Linked DNA regions of Oryzias latipes: region 2 is linked to region 1. A link is a contact called in public Hi-C data. All regions are on one chromosome and are shown on one strand. The core of a region is the stretch at or near the end of the contact, and the rest is flanking DNA. Distances in the headings are between cores, read along the strand shown. Region 1 holds the start of LOC101160651 (E3 SUMO-protein ligase PIAS1). Region 2 holds the start of lctl (lactase-like protein).

What was found. A called contact is a pair of places that touch in the nucleus more often than the background predicts.
Region 2: a contact with region 1 is called in a Hi-C map of embryo, with 2.6 times the contacts expected there. The contact joins the promoter of lctl here to the promoter of LOC101160651 in region 1. A contact is called at or near these places in 3 of 5 Hi-C or Micro-C datasets (embryo and fibroblasts).

Annotation. Positions count from the first base shown.
Region 1 is chr6:16,293,133-16,298,421 of ASM223467v1, forward strand. LOC101160651 (E3 SUMO-protein ligase PIAS1) reads right to left here and starts at 2,542. Exons shown (of 14, transcript XM_004069608.4): 1 at 2,462-2,542; 2 at 638-1,070; 3 at 371-455. The coding sequence starts at 2,485. skor1 (SKI family transcriptional corepressor 1) reads right to left here. Exons shown (of 8, transcript XM_004069988.4): 7 at 4,145-4,219; 8 at 3,160-3,980. The coding sequence ends at 3,886.
Region 2 is chr6:16,474,082-16,479,370 of ASM223467v1, forward strand. It overlaps lctl (lactase-like protein), which reads left to right and starts at 2,147. Exons shown (of 18, transcript XR_002873408.1): 1 at 2,147-2,329; 2 at 3,085-3,165; 3 at 3,604-4,611; 4 at 5,232-5,289.

The DNA.
Region 1 (5,289 bases), core at 1,292-3,791:
AGCTGAAATTTGAATTTTCTAAGCATTACTTTATACAAATTGTTGATAATCAGTAGCCAGAAAAAAAGCAGTTTGAAAAAAAGTCTATTGTGACGTAAAAAATATGACGGGGCCGAAAGCTCCCTGCTCCAAGTTCTCAGCAACAGGGAGGGGAAGAGGGGGGGACCTGCTCTGTGCCAACTGGAGCAGCCACAACTCAAGAGGTGAATTTCTGATGAACTACTGCCGCTATGCAGCGACCACGACCTTGAAAACAACTTTTTTTTTGCTACATATGGCATAATCTTAAATAAAATACCACTGGGAATGCTTTTACAATAGACCAAAAGATGATCAGAGAGGATATTTAAAGGAGAAGTCTTGTACTTACATTGAGCTGCTGATCTGTTGAACCTGCTGAGGAGTTAATGCAAAGGCATAACATGCTTCCTGGAACCGCTGAGTGTTGTCTGAAACTATGAAAAGAATCCACAGTCAAGTCAGAGGAAACTAAAAAACATATATATTTAGTTATATAAGTTACGTTGCACTTGATGACCTCATTTAGATATCTACAGCCAAAACTCTTCACTGGTATGTATGAGATGGAGAAGTGTTTTCACTATAAACAAAACTGACAAGGTAGCCATGCACCCACCTAAGCTGGTTGGCTTAATGAGCTCATCCAGCACATCGTAAAAGGGCAATCTCTGGAGCTTGACATCAGGGTGCACAGGGTGCAGGGCGGAGGAGAGGTGAGGCAGACTCATCTCATGCTTAGGTCCAAGTAGGGAAACGGGCAACAGCGGTGAAGGTGATCCGTGACTGTCAAATCCTAATGGGGCCAAACCAGCGGGCAAACTGGATGCAGAGTGAACACCGGGAAGAGCTAGGTCCACAGGCGAAACCATTTTTGTTGGAAAACGCCGTCTGTAGAGCTCTTTGATCTTCATCTGCACAGCAGGACTGCAGCCAGCCTTGAGTAGGTGAAGAGCTTTGGTCAAAAGTTCGTGTTTGCGCCCATGCTTATTCCGCCCAGCATAGCCCAACAACACCTGGAGCTCAGAAACTCGAAGGCTCATTACCATTTGCTGGTAAAAGAAAGAAAATAGTAAGCTACATCGTTAAAACAAGAAAAAAAACAGTTTTATGTATTGAATTGTTGAAATTATTTGAATTCCTTGATTTTCAGACTTTTAAACATCTTATTGAGCATAATTTTCAAAGAAAAATCTGTCTGAAGTGAAAATGACTTTATTTGGATGGTATTTAAAAAAACAAATTTATTGTGGCCTTTTTAGCTTTCAAACAAATTTCCCATGCATTGTTTTGTTTGGTATTGTCTCTGGTTATGCCAAAAGTGATTTGTGTTAGCAATAAAACAGCTTAAAGAAAATAAATTAAAGTCTTCCTTCACAAGTCGTTGATTAATTGAAACTCTTATACGTGTTAAGAAATTAGATAAGGTAAAAAACGACTAAACACCAAATTTTTGGGGAAACAAAAAATACAATTTGTTATAGCATGATGATCATGATCGATCAACAACGAAAACAAATTTTTACTGCATTTTCATAAAGTTTAAAAAACCGACGCAAACAAATTGTGTGTTAAACGAAATAGACGGTACAATTAAACACTCTAAAAATGAAAATGACATAAGCTTTTACAATCAGATTCCAATCATAATCTTAAGTTAACAGTGGAGACTCCTTTAGCTCGTAAGTATGCTAACACATATACACGATGATGTTAAAGAATAGATCTAAGTAGATAGTTTAGTATACATTAAATAATTTCGATTGCGATATGGATTAAAAGAGAGAAGAGTTAATTTAATGTATGTGTTATATCCATGTTAAATTGTTAATAACATAAAGGGCGAGGTGGACAGCGCAGATTTAGTTAGCATAATAGCTACCACTGGCAAGTGTACGTGGATGAAACATAACTAGATATCTGTAAACACTCATATGATCATTTAATCGAGGATATACTTTTCTTTTCTTTTTACTTTACGTAGGGTCACAGTGGCTGTTAATATTTATATCTATATGACTTTTATCCATGTGTCAGAAATGAAGTTAACCTGCATTCCAGGGTATAGCCACAGCCCATTTCCCACAACACCAATCAGTAAAACGTTTACTAAAAAAACATTAAATCTTTTATATTAGTATCCTTTTGGATTAAAAACAACCGACAGTGCTAGGCGATAGTATTTGTTGTTGATAGAATGTGGCCTTCTGTGCAGGTGAACCGCAGAGAAAACCTAACGGAACCTCGGCAACAATAACAAAGCTAATGCTAACAAGCTAGCCAGTATGCTAACAGAGTATGTCCTGTTGTTCCGTTGTCTTATATCGAAATAACTAGCCCATTCGTGTCCCTGATATCAAACAAAAACAGCGACAATAGAAGAAATGATACTGATAGTCTGTGAGCCCTATGTTTGTTAAGCTACTGGGGAGACCCGCTTTACCTTCAGTTCCGCACTCTCCGCCATCTTGTTCCATTAGGTGCGCAGGCGCAAACACAGTCACCCAAGGGACTGAGCAGCATTGGAAGAAGGAGGGGGAAATCCTTCTTTCACTTGTTTGCACCAGCGCACAGATGGGGTCGCTGTTGCAACAGAAATAAAAAAAGGTAGCACTGAGGCTTAATGTTTTACTTTTACTCTGTTTCTTACACAAACCGATAAAGTCCACATTTCTTAATTTTTGCATTCCACTCAAATAAACAAATTTTTACATCCCACAATAAATGGCCCACATTTGTGGTTTTACTATCTGGTATTCGTATGACATTTGGATTATGCCGAACGTTTAGCTTACTGATTACAGAAATATGTCGATCAAAATGCTATGTTCTAAAATGTCAATTTTAGGGTTTTGACAGTTGAGTGTTTGTAACAAATTTGAGTGCATGTTCAGCGGTCTCGTATTAAATATGCACAGATAAATATGCAGTTCAGATCGGAAGTTGAAATGATTCATAATATTCCTAAAACACGAATAATTCTTCAATAGGCAAAAAAACTAAAAAGGATGCAGAATCACTGTTTTAATTTTCACTTTAAACTTGTTTTTGATAGAAAAAATAAATACAAAATAGCAAAAGCCTGTTTAAAACAACTGGCTGTTGCATTTAAAAAAGTATTTTTTTCAGAATAAAACAGCATTATTTTCATGGATACAACGATTGCTCTAATAAAAAAGAAAGATAAATTATTATTTTTTCAATAAAATGTCATTTATTTATTGGCAATGGAAACAAACAGAACAGGAACAAATTAGCCAATTTAAATAGAATGTGTTGCTACTCGTTAGAAGACTACAGATGGATTAAATTAGCCTCCCACATCTGTGTTGATGCAGTCTGACTCAATCAAATACGTCTAACTCCAACAAATGAATGGTCAATAAAGTTTTTTCATAATGTTTAGTGATTTCCATCCATTTGCTTAAAGTGCTTAACATACAATGTCAGCTACTTGTCTGCATTAAAACAAACAAAAAAAATGGTCATAAATAAATAAACAAATACATAAATAAATAGTTTAATTTCCAACACTGAGAAAATAAGGTGCAATGATTTGGATGGTCAAAACTGGTGTTGACAAAAATAAAATCAACAAAACACTAAATACATACAAAATACATTGTCATTGCACTTTGCCACAAAAAATAAATAGTACATGGCATAATATTAGTAAAACAAACGTATACTATGTAGATGGGTTCATAAATGTGGTGAAAATACGTTTCTTTTTTAAATATTACAACTAATTACACAATCGTTCTTTTTCCAGTTCGTTTGCTCAGAGTTCACGCGAAGGTTTCTCACTTTCCGGGCTCTGGAGCTGCCCGCGTGCGCTCTCTCAGCTGCAGCAGACGCACGCGCGCCTCATGGTGGGAGCAGCGGGGACTTGTAGGAGCAGGATCCTGTGCAGTGTCGGGGAGTTAGCATCTTACAGGAGAAATGGTGTAAAGCGTCGTGAGCTTCTATGAAGAAGGAGATACAACAATCAACAGCGTTCAAGCACGCCGCGCGCGGTGGAGGAGCTCCGGCTGAAACGCAGATTTACACCATGTTTGTCTACCGAATGACTCTCCATCTTAAAGCAGGGCATCTGCGTCCGCATCCTCTGCTTTATTGCTCTCACCTCTAACGATGTGAAGCTGCTGAACCATCTCCTCTCTGTAAGAAAGTTCTCTTTTCATTTGATCCTGGAAGTTATCTGAGAAGCAAAATAGACGGTTTTGAGGAGAAGCAGCTAGAGGGACCAAACCAAAAATAAAAACAAAATAACAAAAAGGTTTTTACGGATCTTTTACTGACCACTTAAATTGTTTCATGCTCACAGCATTTGTTCTTAAAATTATGTTGAATCCCAATATTTACATCAATAAAAAATATTTGAATACACGAAGAAAAAAATACATATAACAAATAGGAAAAATAAATAATAAATGAAAACAAAATAAGATCAAAAAGGTTGGACAGAATGGATTTCTTCTAAAACTGACCAAAGCTGACTGAAGGCTGGTATAAATTTGCAAGACATAGGGGGCGCTGTTCTCAAGAGAAACCGTAAGAGAAACCTGATTTCATGTATTAATTTTTATGTTTGCGTTTACAGGCACAATGAAATTAAAAAATAAAAAGATACAAAATGTTTTCTTTATAAACTAATAAGAAATGGAACAATGGCAGTATAAGAAAAACTACAGATATTCAATAAAACCAACATTATATGTCTTTAATAGTCGATTTATATATTTTAAAAAAAAGCTTTACTTCATACATTTGTGCTAAAAACTGTAAATCCAGTAAATTCAATACTTTTAAATAGCTTAAAATGATGCAGGATTTTTCTTTCGTTTCTAATGTTTTCTTTTCTGAGGATGTAAAATGTTTTTTTACTCTGCATTGTAGGTGGTCCACAGTTTCTCTTCCAATCAATAAAAAAAGGTTGAAGTACAGTTTAATAAATGTCTTTGAAAAACACTACTGCTATTGTCGGGTAATTGTCGCTGTAATAATTATGCTTGTCTGAGGCCGGTTCATCATTAGTGAAATGATTTGCTTGTAGCATGATTTAATGCAAATTTACTAGTTTTACAAAAAAGATAGAAAATGTGTAGGAATATTATTTACTTTGTAGATTTATTTAACACGTATGTTCCAGATGGACCCTCCTCTATTGTTGTGAACAATACTTTTTAATACAAAAAGTGCCATTTTATTATACGCTCAGTCTATTTTTAGTGAGAAGCTTTAATTGTTTCCACAGTAATTCAATATCAA
Region 2 (5,289 bases), core at 897-3,396, 180 kb after region 1:
GGTCACACTTCACAATATGGTGAAATATGAATACATCTATGTGAAGACAGTTTCTAGCAACCAGTTAGATGTTTGTTTCCCTAAAAAGAACATCAGCCATTTGGTGTTTTGGGTGCATGGTATTGTTTTGCTGTTGTACAGAGCAACAAGAAAGTACATTTAATAATTTTGGATGCATTCTATCTGTTTCTTTCATGGAGGACATATATTAAAGAATTTAAGATTAAAACTGGATTTATGAGTATTTCTTTATTCAAATCGTAAAGGGTCAGGAGCAGATAAAAACCTGCCATTGGAAAAGGCTCAGGTTTGTGATGCAGCAGCTGCCATGGGGAGTAAGCCCTGGCTGCAGCCTGCACTATGTTGTGCAGTTCTGCAGGCTGCAGCCAGGTGTAGTTGGCCATGGGTGCTTCAAAGCCTTCGTTCTATGCTCCAGTGCTGATGCATCCACTTGCAGACAAATAGATCCATCAGTCTTCATTTTCCTCGTCTGAGCTGGCATCTGTATGGCTGGATCCCCGATATTGCTCGCCGTTTAATTTTTCTTTCTTTTTATTTTTTTTATTTGCTAAACTTATCCTATTTTGGGGTTGTGAGGGGTTGTAAGCTAGCGGGAAAGAGTGTAAACAAGGGAATGATGGGATATTGGCATAGGGTTACTTCCAAGCCAACAGTTCCACCTACAACTCAGAGACGAATTTCGAATGAAGAACTCCCACTCTGCAGAAAATATGTCTTAAAAAATGTCACAGGCTTTTAGATTAAACATAATCATAATAATCATAATTAAAGACCCCTGGAAACCCTTTTAAAATAGATAAAAATGTAGTTGGAGTGAGATTTTACTACTGAAACAATTCCTGATTGTCACAATTAAAGCACATTTTCACATATTTATTTTGATTTGAAAACAATTTGACACCAACACAAATGTGACAATATGCCAATAAACCAATATGATTTGTGACCTCATAGTATTTAAATGTCATTTCCTACTTCTGCCCTCACAATGCCATAACTGTAAACCCACAAAAACAAAGAATTGTGTAAAACTTACCTACCACTGCTTTCCTCTTTTCATATATGTGTGAACTGCAAAGTATGTTTCCATTTTGGCTGGGCTCCATTTATTTTCCAGGTGTGCTTGCATGCTGTGTGATCAACAATGCACACATCTGGATGAACTTAGCAAGAAAAATCCTATAAAAACCTAATGGCCTCTTTAAACATTTTTGAAGACTGATTAAGAGTGGTTCCTAATCTTGTTCAGATTAGTAGGGCCCATCTGTTACTTATTTGAGCTTTTATTGAATTAATAACTTGTTTCATCTCTGCTTTTTTGTTTTATCCAAAGGAGGTTGGAAGAATTCAGAAAAACCTGAATGATTTGAAGGTTGGTATCCTAGAGTGATAAATGTTTGTCTAAGGCCAGGCAATGCCATGGCTTTTCTTTACAACTGTGTTATGTATAACCTATTTCTGAAGCTTACTCACCACCAAAAGTGCTTTAAAAACAAACGTAAAAAAACTTTTTTGGCATACGTACAAGCTTTAAAAGATGAAAAAAAGCACGATATGAAGAAGAAAAAAACTGTTATAGGACCTGCAGTAGTCGTTCAAATTTTTTATGCACAAAAAGTAATCCCAGGCATATTCATACTGCACATGTAGATTGACACCTGCCGCTTCAGTACTCTCTTTGAAATGCATCGATTGACAACCAATTAAAAATAAAATCATAACAAAAATCTATTTTAATACGTATACCAGTCTTTGAAGATTTTGTGATATAAAAATTATGTGTTAAAGTACAGAAATGTCAAAAAAGAAAAATTGACTCAAACGTGGGATTACCACCAATTCACCACAGGATGTCGCCCAGTAGACTGGCCTTCAAAATCACCGACTAGGAGGTACTTTATCTTGTGATCGGTTTTTTTCTACATGAACAGGAAGTTCAAAATTACTTCTAAAAATATTTTCTGATAGAGTTTTTTTAACGATATTTTGAGAGAAATTTACTCTTCAAAACGTGATTGCCGAAGAAATGTAAATTTTGAATTAGGTTACTGCCTAATGCAAAACCATAGGTTTCTAACCTGCAACTCGTAGACGGTCGGACTACTGTTTAAATTTCCTACAGTACTTGAATGTATCTTGATACCGGATATGATCTAAAACTTGTCACAGGAACTAATGTCGTCTCGATGTGCATTGCACGTCTGTATGCAAAATATATCCTTTCGGATAAACCTTTTTTTAGTCCTTTCCCGAATTCAGTCGACTTTGTAATGGTAGTCTTGCGGGAAGATTGACCAGAAGAACCTTGGTAAGTAAACAACCTAGATAAGTAAACAAATTCGAGCAGAACTGTTTCCTGGTGGAAGCTAGCTTGTTCGTTGACTAGCGTTGGGTTGTATTGTTTTGATGATAATCTTTTTACATAAGAAGACGTTTGGCAGATAGAATTCAAATTTGTGTGGGTTGGAAGAAAAATACTTCAAAGTGTAATTCACCCAAATATTTTAGTGTGTTTACGTTTCATAAATGCGTTAATTAAATTGTACTGTAATTTAAGAGGTTTTTGTTTTACACACACACAAATATATATATATATATATATATATATATATATATATATATATATATATATATATATATATATATATATATATATATATATATATATATATATAATTTGTCTTTTAGCTGGACCTAATGTTAATGTTTTTCATGCTATTTAAATTAAGTATAAAAATTATACTTGTTTAATAAAGATGGCTTATTTTATACATTTTTTTATAATTATTATAAAATTATTTCATGCAAAACACTCTACACTTCTAGACTAGAAAACCTTAGACTTTGTCTCTGCTTTGTCAGAGTGTTGAGTGATGGTCTGACTGGAGCTGGAAACATGCACAGCCGCTTGCAGGAGTTGAAAAAGGAGGAGGAGACTCTCCTCAAAATCAAAGTCATGCTGCAAGACCAGCTGAACCGCTTGAAAGTGAGTGCAGGCTCGGGAAAAATTCATGGATGTGGGTTTTCACTTGACATTTATGTTATATCTGTGTCATGTCTCAGTTTGAAGAAGGAACCTTGAAGTCTATTATCAGTGCCCAAACAGAAGATGCGGCCTCTCAGCGTTCAAATACTGAAACTGAGGTAAACGACCTGAACTTGCAGAACATAAAACCACAACCTAGCTCGCTGTGTAAATATATAAATAAACATATGGATAAAATGGAAGATGTTACTAAATCTGAAAAATTCCCACTTTGTAAAGTAAAAGGAAACATGGTTGATCTTTACATCTGGAACACTTTTTATAGTGCATCAAAGGACATAGTTAAAGTAAAGGAGCTTTTGTATTAATTATTTCATTTTTATCCACTGTGTGCGCTTATTCTTAACTTAATGCAATATCTGTATATTGGCTGTGAAGACTCCTAAAGCCCATACTTAAGTTTTGGTTTTTTTTTTTTTCCATAAAAGTGAGCTCACAGGATTTTGTTCTTTCACACCAACTCAAATTGTCTTCTGATTCATTTTGAGACAAATGTTTTCACAGGCATGCTGTTGTCTTATTTCCTTCCCCCTTAGGTTCAAATGAATCTTGACGATGAGAGTGAAATCAATCGCACCAAACTCCTACTGAACGCAGCTGTGGATAGTGATATGGAGGAAGAGGATGAGGAAGAAGATGAGGATGAAGAGGAAGACGAAAATGAGCTTGAAATTGTGCCTGAGGACGATGAGGAGGAAGATGATGATTACTGAGAATTGTGGGTCGTCTGTGCATTGACTGAAGACAAATGTGAACTTAATGTAACCAAACACATGTTTTTATTTGATTTGGGTTGGTTGTTTTTCTGTTTTGATTAGTTAACATGTTTAACTTATTTTGAGAGAATGAGTTACAGTGCTTGGATTTGTAGAGTTAGCATTATCCCCTGTGTGTCTCATTTTCAACATTATACCTTCAGTCCTTACCTGCAGTCAAATGTCAAATTTTATAGAACATGTGTGAGTAAAGTAAAGTGCATTAAAACTGTGTTAAAATAGGTGCCTGTACTGTAACGTTTGTGACACTTTGAACATTAGGGAATAACAAAAATAGCAAAAATTCCCTGAAAAATCAAAGCTGTCTTGTTCAAATATAACATAACGGATGAAGATAATATGGATGCACTGTGTACAAAATAATAAGCACAAAAATAAAAAAATTTTCATGTGGCAGTTGTCTACAAGCTTGCTATTTTTTTCATTTTGAAATCTAGTTGGGTTAAAAATTAAAGTTATGGTGTTAATACTTTTGTCCCAACCTAATCCAGGAAAATGGATTATGCAGAGCAAACACTTTCGTTTAGAAAACCATTCAGCATTTTCTAAACAGTTAAAACAATACAGGCTGCCCGACAATACTGCCAGCTTTCACTCTGACAGCAGGGACAGCTCTGGAGAAGGGTAGCGTTTCAGCAGCCAATGTGAAAACGGGGGGTTCAGAGACCTCTGCTTTTTTACATGTTCTGCTGCTCCAGGAAAATCCCTGTCGCCTTTCAGACTCAGGTGGCCAGCCTGCTCCAAATGCAATCTTCATAAAGCTTACAGGTAACAGGACCAGAAAGTAATTACATTTTATTTAACATTTGTAATTATGAAGAGTGAGTGGTCTGTAATGTGTAAAATATATGTGAAATTGGTACATTCCTTTTTTACGTTTCTTATGTAGCTGATATACTTGTATAATAAATTTCTAATAATGTTTTTTTTATGAGTCTGACCCCAAATGCTTGATAAAAAGAATTTTTAACCCATAATTATTGTTTGATCTTTTTTTTGGTTTGTTTTCTTTGTTATTGATGCTCCAAAAAAGTATAACTTTGAATTATTTTGCTTTGTCAAACAATCCTGTTCTTTTTTCCGGGCATATGATAAATGGTTGTCATGTGAACTGTAGATACATTAACCTCTGTGACACTAGCTTTGCTTGCAGAGGTGGAACAACAGTTTGTATGGGATCTGTCTGCCTCAGCAAGATGTTTCTACACTCCATTGAATTTGAAAAGAGGCATTGCATTAGAAACGTGGGACCCCCCCCATCCCTCATGCTTCATAATATTGAATGCTTTCAGAATGCCAGCAGTTCATTGACATTTTGACCTATCAAGTTTGTCTTTGTAACTCGTACATTTGCAGGCATGTATGATTAAAGCTTCTTGTTTTTGAAGGAGTGGAGCAGAACGAGTCAGGAACTGTGCTGCAGACTCAGAGGTACCATGCGGCCCA